Regions from separate parts of the Drosophila melanogaster genome. Here regions 1, 2 and 4 are each linked to region 3. Evidence: chromatin contacts called from public Hi-C and targeted proximity ligation data. All regions are on one chromosome and are shown on one strand. The core of a region is the stretch at or near the end of the contact, and the rest is flanking DNA. Distances in the headings are between cores, read along the strand shown.

The links. A called contact is a pair of places that touch in the nucleus more often than the background predicts.
Region 1: a targeted proximity ligation map of the S2 cell line shows a contact between it and region 3, with 5 times the contacts expected there. A contact is called at or near these places in 5 of 107 Hi-C or Micro-C datasets (the Clone 8 cell line, the S2 cell line, cellular blastoderm embryo and 2 more) and 1 of 7 datasets of targeted methods (the S2 cell line).
Region 2: a Hi-C map of the Kc167 cell line shows a contact between it and region 3, with 4 times the contacts expected there. A contact is called at or near these places in 3 of 107 Hi-C or Micro-C datasets (the Kc167 cell line and the S2 cell line).
Region 4: a targeted proximity ligation map of the Kc167 cell line shows a contact between it and region 3, with 4 times the contacts expected there. A contact is called at or near these places in 6 of 107 Hi-C or Micro-C datasets (the Clone 8 cell line, the Kc167 cell line, the S2 cell line and 2 more) and 3 of 7 datasets of targeted methods (the Kc167 cell line and the S2 cell line).

The regions. Positions count from the first base shown.
Region 1 is chr3R:23,469,940-23,473,555 of dm6, reverse strand. CG4374 reads left to right here and starts at 1,278. Exons shown (of 4, transcript NM_142889.3): 1 at 1,278-2,581.
Region 2 is chr3R:23,817,715-23,821,918 of dm6, reverse strand. eIF4G2 (eukaryotic translation initiation factor 4G2) reads left to right here and starts at 2,682. Exons shown (of 7, transcript NM_001300560.1): 1 at 2,682-2,938; 2 at 3,308-3,692. CG33111 reads left to right here and starts at 2,682. Exons shown (of 9, transcript NM_176548.4): 1 at 2,682-2,938; 2 at 3,308-3,692. CG34355 reads right to left here. Exons shown (of 15, transcript NM_001300559.2): 2 at 173-1,399. The coding sequence starts at 389.
Region 3 is chr3R:23,667,271-23,670,921 of dm6, reverse strand. CG31145 reads left to right here and starts at 1,263. Exons shown (of 17, transcript NM_001369999.1): 1 at 1,263-1,335; 2 at 2,582-2,703.
Region 4 is chr3R:23,529,406-23,533,231 of dm6, reverse strand. It overlaps CG10175, which reads left to right and starts at 2,246. Exons shown (of 8, transcript NM_001300557.1): 1 at 2,246-2,290. Ugt303B3 (UDP-glycosyltransferase family 303 member B3) reads left to right here. Exons shown (of 2, transcript NM_142895.3): 2 at 1-287. The coding sequence ends at 187.

The sequences.
Region 1 (3,616 bases), core at 29-2,528, 200 kb after region 3:
AAACAAGTTGTCATTGTCGCGTTATTTATGACAATGTTCGGGATGTTTCTGTTACCCTTTTGCAGCTCGCGACTCCTGCAACACTTGTTTATGTTAATGCCGTTCGGTGGTCCATTGGGGTCTCACCTCTCCAACTGACTCCCCCTGCACACCCTATTTCCCCCCTTTTTTGGTACCCCCCGCTCTAGTGACAGCGGCTGGCCATTCAAGTGTCCGTCAATTGGCTTCGTTAATAGAGTTCGAGGCGGCAAGTTCGTGCTGCCGGGAAGCTGACCAAAAGTGGCGGGCGTGTGACAATTAAATTGTCAAAGTCGCAACCTTTGGACGTGTGGCAAGTGTCGCCTGTCCGCTGAAACAGCTCATCCTGCCCCTCTCTCTTTTTTCGTATAGTTTTTGAGCTCCTTTCAATTATGATTTGTATCTGAAGTTTGAAAATGAAAATATATTCTCACAAGCACTTTTCGCTTCCTTTTTGCCGCGATAAATGAGCCTCGATAGCCGTAATATCCAGGCGTGGCCGACCAGGAAATGTGTGTGCTCTTTTCTGTTGCGGCTTAATGAAATTCATATAATTTTATTCAATTTCTTATCAGTCCGTTTTCGCCCTAAGCAGTGGCTTGAAAGAGCATACAAGCTCTCTTAACTTCACTTCTCTTTGATCGTTAAGACGCGGCTGACTTCGCAGCCGACGTCGTTCCAGACGCCTGACTTGAAACCCCCTTTTTTATTGGTCAAAAGCAGATCGGCAACTGATATTGCAGCCAACTGGAAATTAACCGCTAAGCCAGTCGCTCTCCACTGGAAGGCCCCACCACAGAGAATGGGCTAAGAGAGCGAGATTCGCGATAAACACGAAGCAACGAACGACGCTGGCAGCGATCGGTGCACAACAGGTTTTCATGGCTTAGCGCTTTTAGCGGCTTTTTTTTCCAGCCAGAGAGTTCGGGCCGTGTTGCTGTTGTTGTTGTGGCTGAGGTTGTGGTTGTTGGGGTGCTGGACTGTATTACTCGGTCAGTCGGTCTTCGAGAGGTTGTTGCCTGTTTTTGCCGAGAGATCTTAACGTTTTGCAACGCTGCTGTTGCTGTTGCTGCTGCTGCTTCTCCTGCCGATGTTGCTGCTGCACCGGCATTGCAACGTGTTGCTGTCGCTGCTGCGTCGCTGCTGCCATTGCTGCTACTGCAGTCGGGCTGTGAGCCGATTGCAATTTTTATCCTCTTGCAGTTTCTGTGCGACTTTCTTGCGGGACTGTTTAAGCTGTTTGCGACTGCGCGCTAAAATACGTTCGCAATTTTAGCTGAGTTTGTATTGAGTTTTCTCGTTTCGCTGGCGAATCGCGTGCGCGTTTTTTGTTGTCGCGTGCGCGCGTTTCCAGGGCGTTTTGCGTGCGATTTTCGTCGCTATTGTGGACCTGGCCAATGAACTGCGCGTATATCGAAATGGAAATGCTTTTTTCGTTTGGGGGCCGAATGAAAATGAAAATCCCGCCTGCAGCTGGCACTCAAACTTAATTTGTTACTGTGTGGCTACCTACTGAAAATAGTGCTCGTAAAAAGTCTGGCCAACAGTAAAAAGCTATTCAGTGCGGCCATAAAACCAAATCAAAACATATATGCCAGTTTGTAGCCCCATATGCCCTATGCCAAGACAAGACTAGCATACATATAAAGTAATATTAACAAAAGACAAAACTCGTTTCGATCGCCGACAAAAAACAAAAATACACGAGAGTATAAATAAATAAAAAGGCAAATTAAATTAAATTTATTTTTAATTACTCGCTGGCCAAAAGATCACATAAAGAGCGTGCAATAAAATATTTGTATCAGTAAATTAATTATATTGTATATAGAAAAACATGTTGCAATAAAGCGGTCTTTTAATGGCACACAAATAAAGAAACAGAGGCTCTAACTAAGTCTCCGATTCAGCTTCACTTCAATCTTCTCGCCGGGCGAAAAAACGAAAGACTTAGGCAACGAACGCGCTGCCATTTTGTGGTGTCATTTGTTTGCAGCAGATAACGGCGCTTCGGGCGCCTCCGAATTGCCAAGTGATAGCAGCCGTAACAAACTAATTGACAACTCAAATCCTGCCGGACCGCACAAAAAAAAAAAACAAAACTAAAATACAACACAAAATAAAAAAAAAGTTTAAAAGAAACAATTGTTAAACAACGTTTCGCCTGCCACTCGGACTGTCGGTTTGTCGGCTTGTGGACCTGGTCGGCAGCACCACTTCAATCAAATCGCTTCGCTGCCCCAAACGACGACAATTGCCAAGTGTGCCGCTTAATGTCTTCAAATGCATTTCACCAACACAGCCTGGCTGCTGCTGCTGCACAACAACGAAAAAAGAAGCTGAAATAAATTTGCATAAATATTTCACTTGCCAGTTTTTGCTGCCAACCACATCCGCGTTTTATAGATTGAGCCTGGCTAAGATATCCGAGTGTGTGAGTGTGGTATCGCGTGTGTTTTTGTGGCCTTACTACTGCGAGCCGCGATCACAAGGAGATTCTGGGGGAGATTCCGATTCCAATTCGGAGCAAAGAGCCGTCAAAATCGTATTTGCCCTGCCGCAGGTGAGTTGTGTTGAACCGGAGCTTAAGTCGAACCGTTTGCTTCGGTTTTACGCGTTTGTAATTGCATTTTATGTGCAACTGCCGCCCATCGAGTGCTGAGCTTTTGCCTTTTGGCCAATGGAGATTTATCAATTAGCAGAGACAGCGATTTCAAATACAATTAACTGACAAGTCAACTGCCGCTTTTGTTGTTTGACCATAAAACCGTTAGTTAAAGCATTTTTAACTACAATTAATTGCTATCTTTTTCGAGCAGTGAGAAACTGTGCGAGTGAAAACTCCAGCATGGCTCTAAAAATAATTTATATCCAGTCTGGCTTATGCTAAACCCAGAGTGCAGCAACAACAGCAATAGCAATAATCAGAGTGAGCCATAATTACAAGTTCAGTTGAGCAATTTAAATAAAAACACTTCAACACTTTAACAATTGACGCGTCCATATGGTCGATGGTGCTGGTGGGATTGTTAAGAGTCTTGTGATGCAATTTATTGGAAAAGCGATTTATTTTTTCTTCCTCCTGTACAATTAAGAGGAAATACAGCTGTGAGCAAACGGAGTTTTTTTTGCTTGTTTCATTTTATATTGATAATTACAATTGCATGAGGCATTAGTGCTTCGCTTTTGGAGAGGAACTGGGTATGTTGGTCATTGCTGATGTTTGGCAAATAATGGGGCTTTTAATGATTAATCAAACACAGGTATATGTCTCGCTTTGACTAAACGATGCTTAATGTTAGTAATTACAGATTTTTATTTGTGGTTTGACGGGGGCATAGAAAATGATCTTTAAATTCTGAATTACGCTTGCTGAGTAAAAAATTATGAAGTCTACTAGTTTATTTTCACATCAGTGTATATTCAATTTTATTTATCTGAATGGTATAGCTTAAACAATTTTTAATCTATAAATCAATATTTTTAAACTTAAGAGGTAGAGTATTAATGTGAACCCATTGAGACTAGAGCCAGGAACATCGCAAATTAAAACGCCTAATCAGCTTTGAGGAAATCGCATTTTAAGAGTGAAGAAGAG
Region 2 (4,204 bases), core at 1,433-3,932, 150 kb before region 3:
AGACCAGCATTCCCTGCTATTATTATGCGTCTTCTTTCCGATTCTGCAGTATTAATTGGTGACCTTTCCGCTCCTAATATGTGACCCCTCGCTGTCCGTTGGCACCCACACAGAGACACTTCGAAGGACACCCACGGGACACACGAATGGAGGATGGGTGCCACTCACTTACCTTGACAGACGTGGCATTGCAGGAGCACTGCAACAGCAGCAACAATAGCGAGCTGCGACCATGTGATGATGATGGGTAATCCGTGGGCAATCGGCGTGCTCGTCCTTGTCGATGGTTTTATTGTTGCTACTGCTGCTGATGGGGCTTCCGCTTGTCCCTGACGACGCGTTTTCCACGAGGTGGTTTCCCTGACCAACCTGCTCGCTTTCCTCCACATTTTCGGCTGGGCGATTGAAACAAAAGGCGGAATCAAAGCAAAAGTAATTTCGTTGGCTCCCAAATTTTTCCACTCGTATCGAACTTTTGGATGCCTCGACGGTTACCAGAATCCTGCGCTTGCGTGCGTGGGTGAGAATGCCCGGGGTTTTGGTTTTTCGGGCACAGGTGCTTCCAGGCCGGGGGTGGGGCTTAGGTGGGAGTTCGGAATTCCGCGCTTCGACCTTGTTTCAGATTAGGTTTTCTTAATTTTGGTGGGTTTCCTTTAAGCCAGCCAAAGAGCTTGGCGGCAAAGTGTAGTAATCCGTAGTCCTTGGCGAAGTCCTTGTTTCGAGGTCTCAAAGTGCTCTATATACACACATTGCTTCGCTATATATATACATTTATCTGTATGTACTGTCGGTTGGTTATTAATTTTCTGTTTACTTTTTGTATGTTTTAACTTGTAACTTATAGTTGCATAACATTTGCTTTTTGCATTTGCAAACAATGCAATTTACGAATACCGCACTTATGAATTTCTTTTAGAAATTTCTCTAATTATTGCACAATTTTCACATTAACATTTATGGTAGTCGAGCTTATACGCGATTTACTTTGAGTAAATCTTGTGTTTGGTTTTATTTTAATTGATTGTGTTAAATAAACGGTAAAAAAGAAACGAAAAAGTTTTATTTTGGGCTATGCCCATTCTCGTTTTAACGGGTTTTCAGTTCGCGCACTATTTTTATTCGTTTCTACATGGATGCCAAAATTATATGAGTAATATAAGAGTTGATTTCGTAACCGGCTCAGGTGCAGTAGTCGCAGTCGGTTGCAATTTCAGTTTGGTGCATTCTCTTCTTGTTGTGCAGAATTTTTCAGCGCCAAAGTGGAGGAAAGTGATGCGGGAAAAAAGCGTTACGCGCGTCAGGGCGAATCAAGCTTCGGACTTAGTGTGACCGCAGCGGGAGTAAAGGAATTCGCTTTTGGTGTGGCTGCACTCGCGTCCCCGAAAGATACCATGCGGTGCTGAAAGAAATACCAAATTAAATCATTATGGGTTCAAAATATACCAAAAAGCAGAGGCTTTTTTTTTAAGGGGGATTCAATTAATAAGTATACTTTTAAATAAATTAATAAGATGTAAGACGATATTATCTTTGAAAAATGTATAAAATTTAAATAAAACTTTAAAAATCGTATCTTTTTGATCCAAATTTCGGAAAGTGTTGCAATTTCATTTTCGAATTGTATTGTCAAAACCTGCCGCTCAGGTAGCGCACTCAGCGACCGTTATATTCAAAATGTTTGTGCTGAGAGCAAAATTATTGAAAAAAAGTAAGAGCCTCGTCCATTTACTCATCTGTTGTCCTCACACTATCTTTAGTGCAACCGCAAAGGCCACAAAAACATGACAGTACGCACAGGAAAACAAGCATTGCAAATGACTTCACAACTGAAATGGAAAAAAAAAAATGCAAAATACGGACAGTCCGTATGCGGTTTCGTTGTGCCAAGTTAAAATATTTGCATTTGCGGTCTAGTCTTTTTGCATTTTCAACCACCAAATAATCCCTTCAGACTCTGTTTGTGGGCTCTATGTGTATATAATTTTTTTAGGCTGCAATAAGGCTCCGAGTTCATTCTTGCACTCGTTTTACTTTAAAGTTTTGGCCATAGTGTATACTGAGATAAGGAGTAATAAGTAGAGAAGGGTATAGCATTGGAAAAACGGATACTAGAGGGAGGTGAGGGCGCAGAGTAAAGGATTATGTGGGAAGTGGAGGGCGTTGCGCATCCGGCAAAACAGAAAGAGCAAAACTTTTACTACAAGCGCGTAAACACTGCAATTTCTGCACGAGGGGTAGTCTAAGAGCATTAAGGGGAGGCAATCCGGAAGTTGCGAATGGAATGGAAACAGGATTCTGCGCATATGCTGTCCTACGAATGCGTAAATTATGAATATATCATTCAAATTAAAATGTAAAGTTAGAATAAACAATAATAACAGCGAAATATGTGTGGAATTTATATGATATTCTGCGTCATGCACCACAATGCGCATTATATAATAATTGTTATTATAACACCTGCATAAGGCCTATTTTTCTATTTCGAAAGAATGATTATTCTTATGATGAAGAACGTTCAAAATATTACGCGCCAAGCTTGAATCCAAGTTCTCCACCCCGGTTTGAGGACGCACTAAAATGTATAATATTCCTGCGGGATATTTCTGGAACTTTCACAATCGATATTCGCTGCGTAGACATCGATGCTGCCGCCATCGAGTTATGTTCCATCCCTACGTGCAACGGTCACTCTTATTTCATCAAACGAAACGGACGTGTTTCTGCAGACTATTTACATTACAAAATTGTTTGTAACAGATAGTGAGCCGTGTATACATAACGAGGTGAAGCAGACGATGCACTAATGTAAAGGCGCAGTGCCAGAGCAACTTTTTGGCGTGTTCCCCGCGTGGAACTGCATTTTTTTTTGTTTCCTTCCTCAGTTTTGTGTGTGGAGTGCGAGCGAGAGAGCGTGCTAGCGAGCAGGAGCAGAACGGTAAGTACTGGCGGCCAGACAGAGACAGAGAGAGCGCAAAAAAAGAGCGAACGGCAAAAAGTCAAAACGGTAAAAAAACATAAACCAACGCCTCGCCTTTTCGGGGAAAAGTATTACCTGAAAATCTGAAAAAGGTTAAAAACCTACAAAAAGTCCCCTTGCCATTAGTGTCAAATTACGAATTGGCACTTGGCTGCCCATTTCTCATTCTCAATCCGGGGCTGAGGCTGCTCAGCTGGACAAGGAGAGGGAATAAATTCGTAGCAGGCGCTGCTTTGGTGTTCATATTCATCATATTGTAATTTTGATTCCTCGCAATTGCAAAATTTAAGCATACGTTTTAACTTCCTCTAACGCCTTTAATTACAGAACAAATTACCGTGAAATTTTAGCACTAGCCGTACGTTATTTTGTATATTTGTACGCATGTACGTGTACGTGCCCCTCGTCCGTCTGCACAAATGCAGATGTGCATGTGCATCACAGTGAATTGGAGTATTTTTATACATGGAATATCTGAGCTATTGTAGTATTCCGGATAGAGCCAACAACCACAAAGACGAGGAGTTTCCACGAGAAATAGGAAAAAGGAACGGAGGAGCAAATAAGCAGCAGCAGGAGGAGGCGTAGAGCTTGACCAGGTGTCAAGGGAAGCCGGATAGGCTTAAAGGCAGGTCTACCTTAGGAACTAAGAAATAGGATAAATCGAATACCCTTATAATCATCACATCTACCAATCGAAGCACAGGAAGCGGTAAGTTTCGAAATCTGACTTACAACTTACTCCCATTCTAGTATTTGCTTGCTTTTTCACGCAATTTACATTAATTGTTTGTTTATTAGTTTAATAACACACTACTACTACTATAACACACTGCCTCCAGTACGAATGCACTCCCAATAAGCGATCGCGATCCCATTTAGAGCAGCACCCACACACTCCAACTGGTTTTGTTTACAAACAAACATGAAACAAGTGAGCCTATCTGCCAGCCAGGTTTTCGTTTTCCTCGCCATGGAGTGAAAAGAGCCATGCACGTACTTCGTCTGCTGGAAAACTGGTTTTCTTCTGGCTTGAAGGTGCTTGGCCGCAAACTGCAGCGGAGTTGGTTTTTCTAGGCCAGCAGAGAGCTCCAAAGAGAACACCACAGTGAATATTGGCCAATGTTTGTCTTCATATTCTTATCAATCAGCATTGAACGCTTGCTTAGCAAAACAACAATGAAATTCCGTTTGGTAGTATTATAACTAAAAGAAATCATATCG
Region 3 (3,651 bases), core at 14-2,513:
TAAAAGTGTGTCCACTTATTTGGACAGTATAGGCTTAAACTTTCCTAAAAATCAAACTAAAATACACCCACTTTTTGTAGGTAATGATAATTATACATTTGAAGATTTATTTGATAATGATTAATGATGGGTTTCGAGTAATTTCTACAACTAATATTAGAAAACACTTTTTTGTATGAAAAACTAGTTTTTAACCATTTTTCATTCTAATTAACTTAAGTTGAGCAATTTATCGCATTCAATCCTAGACTTTAGCTAATAAATTAAAATTAATACGGTAATAAATTAACACCTTAAACATCGAATGGTAAAATTTCTATTTATAACTAGAATTGGCTGCGTGCATTTTTCGAATGATTTGTTAATCCCCGATTGGGGTTTACCCAAACCTTTTCCATGTGGAATATAGCCCTTGTGATCTAGGGTATGCTAAATGTGCCAAACCAAATGGGCTGAAATCGCTGACAGGCAAATCTGTTGACTACACACCGTGCATTTTCCGCCCTTCACCAGCCACTTCCACCCCCTTGCCGACAAAAGTGCAACAGGGTCTTATTAGAAACTTGTTTCCGACCACCTTGGCTTTGTTTCTTATTAGCTCTTCAGCTTCTTAGTCAATTACTATTTTAATGCAAGCTTATTAAGCGAACACCCCCGCTATTTTTCAAAAGAGCAAAAGCAAAAGCTAAAAGTGAGAGGAGAGGGAGAGCAAGCTTTGGTCTGTTTACCTTTTCGAGGCGCAATCAGCTGTTTTAGTTTAGTGAGAGCGCCTAAGCAGCAGAGAAAGAGGGAGAGAGTGGATTGAGCAGCGGATGAGAGGATATAACTGTAAAGGCGATACCTTTTTGTCAATTGATTGACAACAACAACGACAACAAGAGAGCAGCGCAGCGACAGCAACAACTGAAGGCATTTTAACTGTGAACGAGAGTATTGCGTACACGGAGAAAATTCGTTGATTAATGGAAACAACTTTAATCTCATATGTGCATTACAAATGTTTGCACTATTGCGAAATTTACCAAGCAAAATGCTTACTGTTGAACTATTTTATAATTCCAAATGCAACGGGTCTTTTAAGAATTAGGGCCACTATTATTTCTTAAAAATGCACTCAGTAATCTGGAAGTACGCCCAATGAGATTCAGTTAGTTGACCATTTTTAAGATTGTTATTCTATTCATTTTTTTTCCTGTGTAGCACTGCGCTGCCTGCGCTCTGCCGCGATTTGAGATTTCTGCTTTCAGTTTTCCGTTTTCTCCGTTCAGTCGCTATCGGAACTTGGTGCTGTCAAGTTTGTTCGTCCGACGCGGTCGTATATCGCTCGTTGGCTTGGTGGGTTGTTGTTTCTGTTTGCTGCCAAAAAGGCAGCCGCTCTCTCCGGGCGCTCTCTCTTTTTTTGGGGCTCCCACGCGTGCACTCCCCTCAGAATAAATCGTTAATTGGCGATTCGCGAAAAATATCAAGGAAAATGCAAAGGTTTAGCGAAATCATCGCGGTGCAGTGAAATACGCTAACAAGCAAGGAAATCGGCACCAAAAAAGATACAGTGGTGCAATCAAGAAGCTTTCCGTGGCTTCGTGTGTGCGTGTGTGTGTGCTCAAGTTCATGGTGTTTGTTTGGTTGTCAGCAACAACAACAATAACATAAACAACAAACACACAAATTGACCAGGGAAATTCTTTAAAGAAATTTAAGTGGAAACACACTACCTAAACTAAAACCAAAGACGTATATTCTAAAGAAAATCATATTGTGAATTTCCTAAGCTTATCAATCAAAATTATGAGCTATAAATCTTCTTATCAAATAAAGAAATTTAATTAAAATAAAGTATTTTTAAAGAATGCAATAAATGGCAAATAAAATACCTAAGAGTATTTCTTAGAATAATGAAAATACAAAAATCGTCGGGAATAGCCCTGCCAATATATGGCAAAAATCAGTATTCAGTTGTTATCAATCTCCAGAGATGTTCTACAGCGCGCCAAACACGGCAAACTATGAGATACAGATACACGGCATGTATCCAAATGTCGAACAAGCTGTTGCTATATATACTCGCATATATGAACAACAGATAAACCGAAGTTAAAGCCCCGTTTTTCCGGTGATTGCAATGTTGTTCAATTTGCCCCGTCTATCTAGATCTGGGTGTCCAACAGTATCTGTATCTCGTGGCGTCATCAGCGGTCGTGTTGATAAGCACTGATAAGCCATCTAATACGCTCCCTATATGGCCCGACTTTTCGCTCTCGCTCTGAGCGTCGAAATCAAGAGCTAAATTTCTGTTATTATTTTTTCACCGCTTTGTTAGCGAAATTTTCTGTTTGTTTTTTTATGTGTCTGTCTTTGCCGGCGACCTTAGACATCATCAAATCAAAGTTTTGCCTCCATTTTGCGCGTTTAATTTGGCCCCAGCTATAATTTGCATATACCTCATATATAAATTAGATTCCCTCGCTCAACGACGCGAAAATTGCTGTGTGTACGACTCTATCAAATATGCAAAAGAAAACGCGAGTGCATAAATAATTGCCATCTTTATAATTGTATCTATTATGATTGCTTTAATTCAAAGCGGAAATATTTACGACCATAAAAAGAAAGAGATTTTCACATAACAAGGAGAAAACATCAAGCTATTAAAAAGTAAAAACAAACTACGCAATTATTGAATTTACATACAATACAAAGGCCAGGGTAAGTTTCTATTTAGTTGAGCAAATTAATTAAGTTGTCTGTTATCTCCATGTATTTCCCATGAAATTGAGTTGACCCCCCCAACTGCCCCTTCCGATTTCCACTCTCTTTTTACCACTAATTTTTTGCTGGCCAACTTACGCAGTTGAAAATCAATAAGCTTTGACTCTTGCTTATCCCTGGCTAAACTCGCCGACGTTTTTCATTAGCAACAGCTGATTGCACAAGCTGCACCCACCGTCGCCCTCTGACCAGTGGCACTCCCCACCCGCAGCGTACCAGATCCACAACCACCCATCATCCACCACCCACCGCACCTTCAATGAGCAAACGCTTAACCTTGGCACGCCTTCGCATACAGTGAACACACCTAGCGTAGAACAAAAGATGGGAAACTCGACTCAAAAGCCTCAAATTGAAGACTTGGATTTGAACAAGCCAGACTGTTACAACTTCCGGTATTTTAGCGATGTTTTATGAAACTAGTAGATTATTTATTATCATCTTGACCTCTTAAGAGCAATATTCTTCTTCAGTTTCAATAGTATAATTAAGTGAGGCCAATTATATATTATTTTTGGTAGCTAATTACTTAATTATATGTACCTAAGAGATAGCAGTTTTACATCATATAGAAATCTCCCCGGCTTTACTTGATATTATGTTAAGCTCAATGAGGTTAAAAAAACGTCAATTAATTCCAACAGTTTTTCCTACTGCATTTTTGTTGCTTTGTACACTCCCCCCGAGGCCTCACTGTATCCTTGGTGGGAAACGCTGCTTTCTCCGCTCGAGCGGTTTGTTGGTGTTTTTGTTTTCGCTGGCCTGGCTTCCTGGCGCCTCATTAGTTTGACTCCCGGTCGCCGATTGTTTGCCAGAGTCTCAGGCATGGGATGTGCCGTCGCCCAGATCCACGCCCCGCTGATTGTCTCAAGTGGTGCATTTGCT
Region 4 (3,826 bases), core at 997-3,496, 140 kb after region 3:
TCCTCTTTACTACGAATGGGATTGGGGGCTCCTTTTAGGTCTCCGCTTTGGTATTGTCTTTGGGTCTGTGATCTACTTGGTCTACAAGTTATTTCAAAAAACTAGTGCGAGGCGAAGGCCATTTCAAGTGACAGGAACTGTTTCTCAACATCCTAGCTTGCTTGATCGAAGATCGCAAACACAATAAGTTATGTTTATTGTGTTAACACGTATTATTTTTATTATTTTACAGTTACTGCTGCAATAGCTCTGTTAACTAGCTACCTGTTAATATATAAGTCGATCTCAAAAGTGTGCTTGCAAAATTACTAGTTAACATCGACTTGTAGCATAAGTTCAGTTGGCATGTACAAATGGTGTGCGCTAATTTGAATTATATCCAACATGTCGTTAACCGATTTTCTCTTCTTTTTTTAATTACAGTTGTTTTACAATTTTAAAGTTATTACTTTAAAAATGTTTTTTATCTTATTGAAAAAATTTAATGAATTGAAACCGCTACCTTAGTATTAATTATACTTAATTAAATTCCTATTCTAAAAAACATATGTTTCCCATCTTAACTGGTTTCTTGAGATTCTACACCTGTAATGACGTATTTTGAGACGAACTTATTGACGTCAGTAGTAAAAAAAAACCTGTAGTTGTCCTTGATATTGAGCATCCTCAGAGAATCCACCGCAGGTTCCGCCTTTCACCAGCATCGCTAACTGTAAATCTTCCCATCCTATAGGCCAGACTTCCCGATCTGGCTTCAACAGTAGTAAACTCTACTCAAGATATTTCTGCTGTAATTTTCGTAAGTCATGGTAACTGAGGCATTGCCAAATATTTGGGCCAAACAATAACGACAAATGGTGGCATAGTTTAAGGCCAGAACAACAGACATTCAAACCGCTGACAGAATGCACAAAATATGAATTCATGAACAGAATCGTATATTATTGTGGTTGTATTCAGTGTGTTTTTAATTTTCCATTTCGGGGTTTATTTGCACAGTGCGGCGGCATTCTTTTGTTTACGATCTGCGCTTGGCTAAATATTAAACCTGGCTGCAAAGCATCGGAGTGAGAACAAACGGCAACGAGGTCACCAACCAACCTCCTCCGAGAACGATTAATCAGTGGAAGATTCCCCCGTTTAATTGTTCCGCTAATATAGCAACTGAATGCCTTGACGATCGAGTTGGGCAATCGCTTAGTTAATTACACGGGCTTCGTGAAAAGTTCATTTCCATCCGGCGTTTGCCATTAATTGTTAACGTTAACTTTAGTCGCCTTTACAGTTGTCATTCCATTGCCATTGGCCAGCTTATTTTCCACACCGAGATCGCACTGCCTTGGCTTATTGTGCCACAGATTATTAGTTGCATCCTTGATCTCAAACGGTAAACGAGACTGGCCATCTCTAACCCCAGTGTCAACTGCTTTTCCGCGGTGGCAATAAACGAGTCCAATTTCACGTGCCCGCTGTTGTGGCTACAAACTGAAGTTAGCCGCATTTTAGATATCTGCCTCTGCACAATGCCAAAAAAGGGGGACGGGCTGACACTAGAATAAGCTTACTATGGGCAGGCCACCAATTGCCAAAATTGAATTTGATATATAATTTTGCATAATTATGCGTGAGCCGGCGTGACAGCGGACCCGAAATGAGTACGGCCATAATTTAAGACCGCAGAAGCACAGCTATTCAAACAAACTGTTAATCTGGTGTCCATCGTCTGAAATTTTATATGTATATGCTGCTAGCCGAGGGAATACCCTTTCAGTCATTAGTTTTATAAGAGGTCTTAACTATTAATTAGTTTCTAGAAAGCAATTAATCATTTAGGGAATAGTGTTTTAAAGTAACAAAGGTGTTTTGTTGCTCATTGCAGTTATTATTGTAAATTAGCAGAGTCTTGAACAAATAAACAAATAAAATAACAAATAAAATTTACAAAAATCACTGATAAGCTGTGTGAGTTGAGTTATATATAGTTAAATTCATTTAACTTTTCACATTCTAGGAAAAGCGTTACAGTCCCCAGAAAGTACTTTAGTTTGCTAAATGCGGTCTTACGACTACGGTGATTCCAGAATTTGAACACTTAAAGTTACATTACCAACTACGAATTCAGCTCATGTCGTATAACCATTTTTACCGATCATCCAGACTGCTCGGCATGTTTTGCATGCCGCAGCTGGTTAAGGTATAAGCCGCAGCAATTTGACGCTTAAGCGCACCGCTGCACAGTCGCAGCTTCAGTTTGTCGGCGACAGTCGAACGTGGAGCACGAAACATTCCGGTACGCGAAGAGTACGATATTGAAGCCGAAATCGAATGAAGTCGAAACGAATCGAATCGAATTGAGTTGACCAGAGCGCAATCGATGTGGCGGGCCAAAGACTCGGGCCACAAACTTGAACTTGCCCAACACACGAAGCCAATTACATGGTGCATAAAAAGTGTTTTAGTGCTCAAAAATGATGGTCAGAGTAATTCCGAGAAATAATCAAATCTAATGCTGATTGACACCTATTAGGTTGACACATTTACCCCACAAATCTGTTGCAAATAGCGTACTGCAGTTGCCGTCTTGTTGAGTCATTGAGCAGGGTTCAAGAAAAATATGTGTGTCAAATATTTGTCTGTTTGCTGGTGAAATATTTGCGAGCCAGCTTTTGTTAATGAAACTCCAGACCCGAGTAGATGTGTCAGCATAAGCAGATGCCATTCGAACGGGCATGGGCCTGGCGAATTTGAAAATAGTTTTAAATTAGTTCCGTTTTTGCTGCTTGGCCCCGGCTACCATTTTATATAATGGGTCAAGCGAAATTTACTGTTAAGCGGCGCACGCCAAAAGCCACTGGGCCATCATCTTTTTGGCCAAACTCTCGCTTTCTCACACCTCTCTCTTTCTCCTCTCTATCTCTCTCGCTTTTGGCTCGCTTTATCTCTTCATTTCTTTCAGTCATTGGCTTGGCTTAATTTTTTCGTGTTATTTTCTCAGTCAATATTTACCTTTTTTGTTTTGCTCGTCGCTTACGTAAGGCGTCGCAAGCCCGTCTGGCCGGCTCCAGGCCAAGTCTGCATCACCACCGCCACCTCCATCTGGGCCTGAATCCCGATCCCACTTGCATTTGCAGCTCCCGATCAGCTGCTGTCACTGCGATTTTCCGACCCGTTTAGCTGGCAATTTGTGTTGGCCCTCTCTGACTCTCTCTTACTTCGGCTGCCAGCTCTTCAATTGGCCTGGTCATTACAAAATAGCCACATTCTGCTATTGGAACAGTTGGCTTTAGCTCAATCGTTGCCTATTGCAGCATTGCGCAAATTCCAAGTCCAATTTGCATATGTTTCTTGTAATCATAAGGCATAGTTTTAATAAGCTGGATTTATGGCCTAGAGAAAAGCGCACAGCTGATCGACAACCCCCTCTCTTTTGGCTACTCTGCATCTCCAGCTGGTCGGACAACTTTCAAGGAAAGTGCAAGTGTTGCCATGGCATTGTGGCAACTTCAAATGGCTTAGTGAGTCAAGGGGGTTGGAGAGGGGAGAGCGGCAATGTCGTGTCTTTTGTAAAAGGAGGAAGTGGCTCTGGGTTACTGGTTTGCTGGGGGCGTGTTTATTGGCAATATCGGTATATACATATATGTGTTATGGCCCAGTTTAACGAAACTGTTAAGGAAGCGGAACTATAATTAACACCCCTACTAGCTAGGCCAAAAGGTTTCCATATCTGGTTGATTAACAGATTTATGGATACCACGAACGAAGTTCGTTAGCTTCTTTGAGACCTTCTCGCCCTGATTTCCGGTCTTGCCATTCAATTAGTCCATTG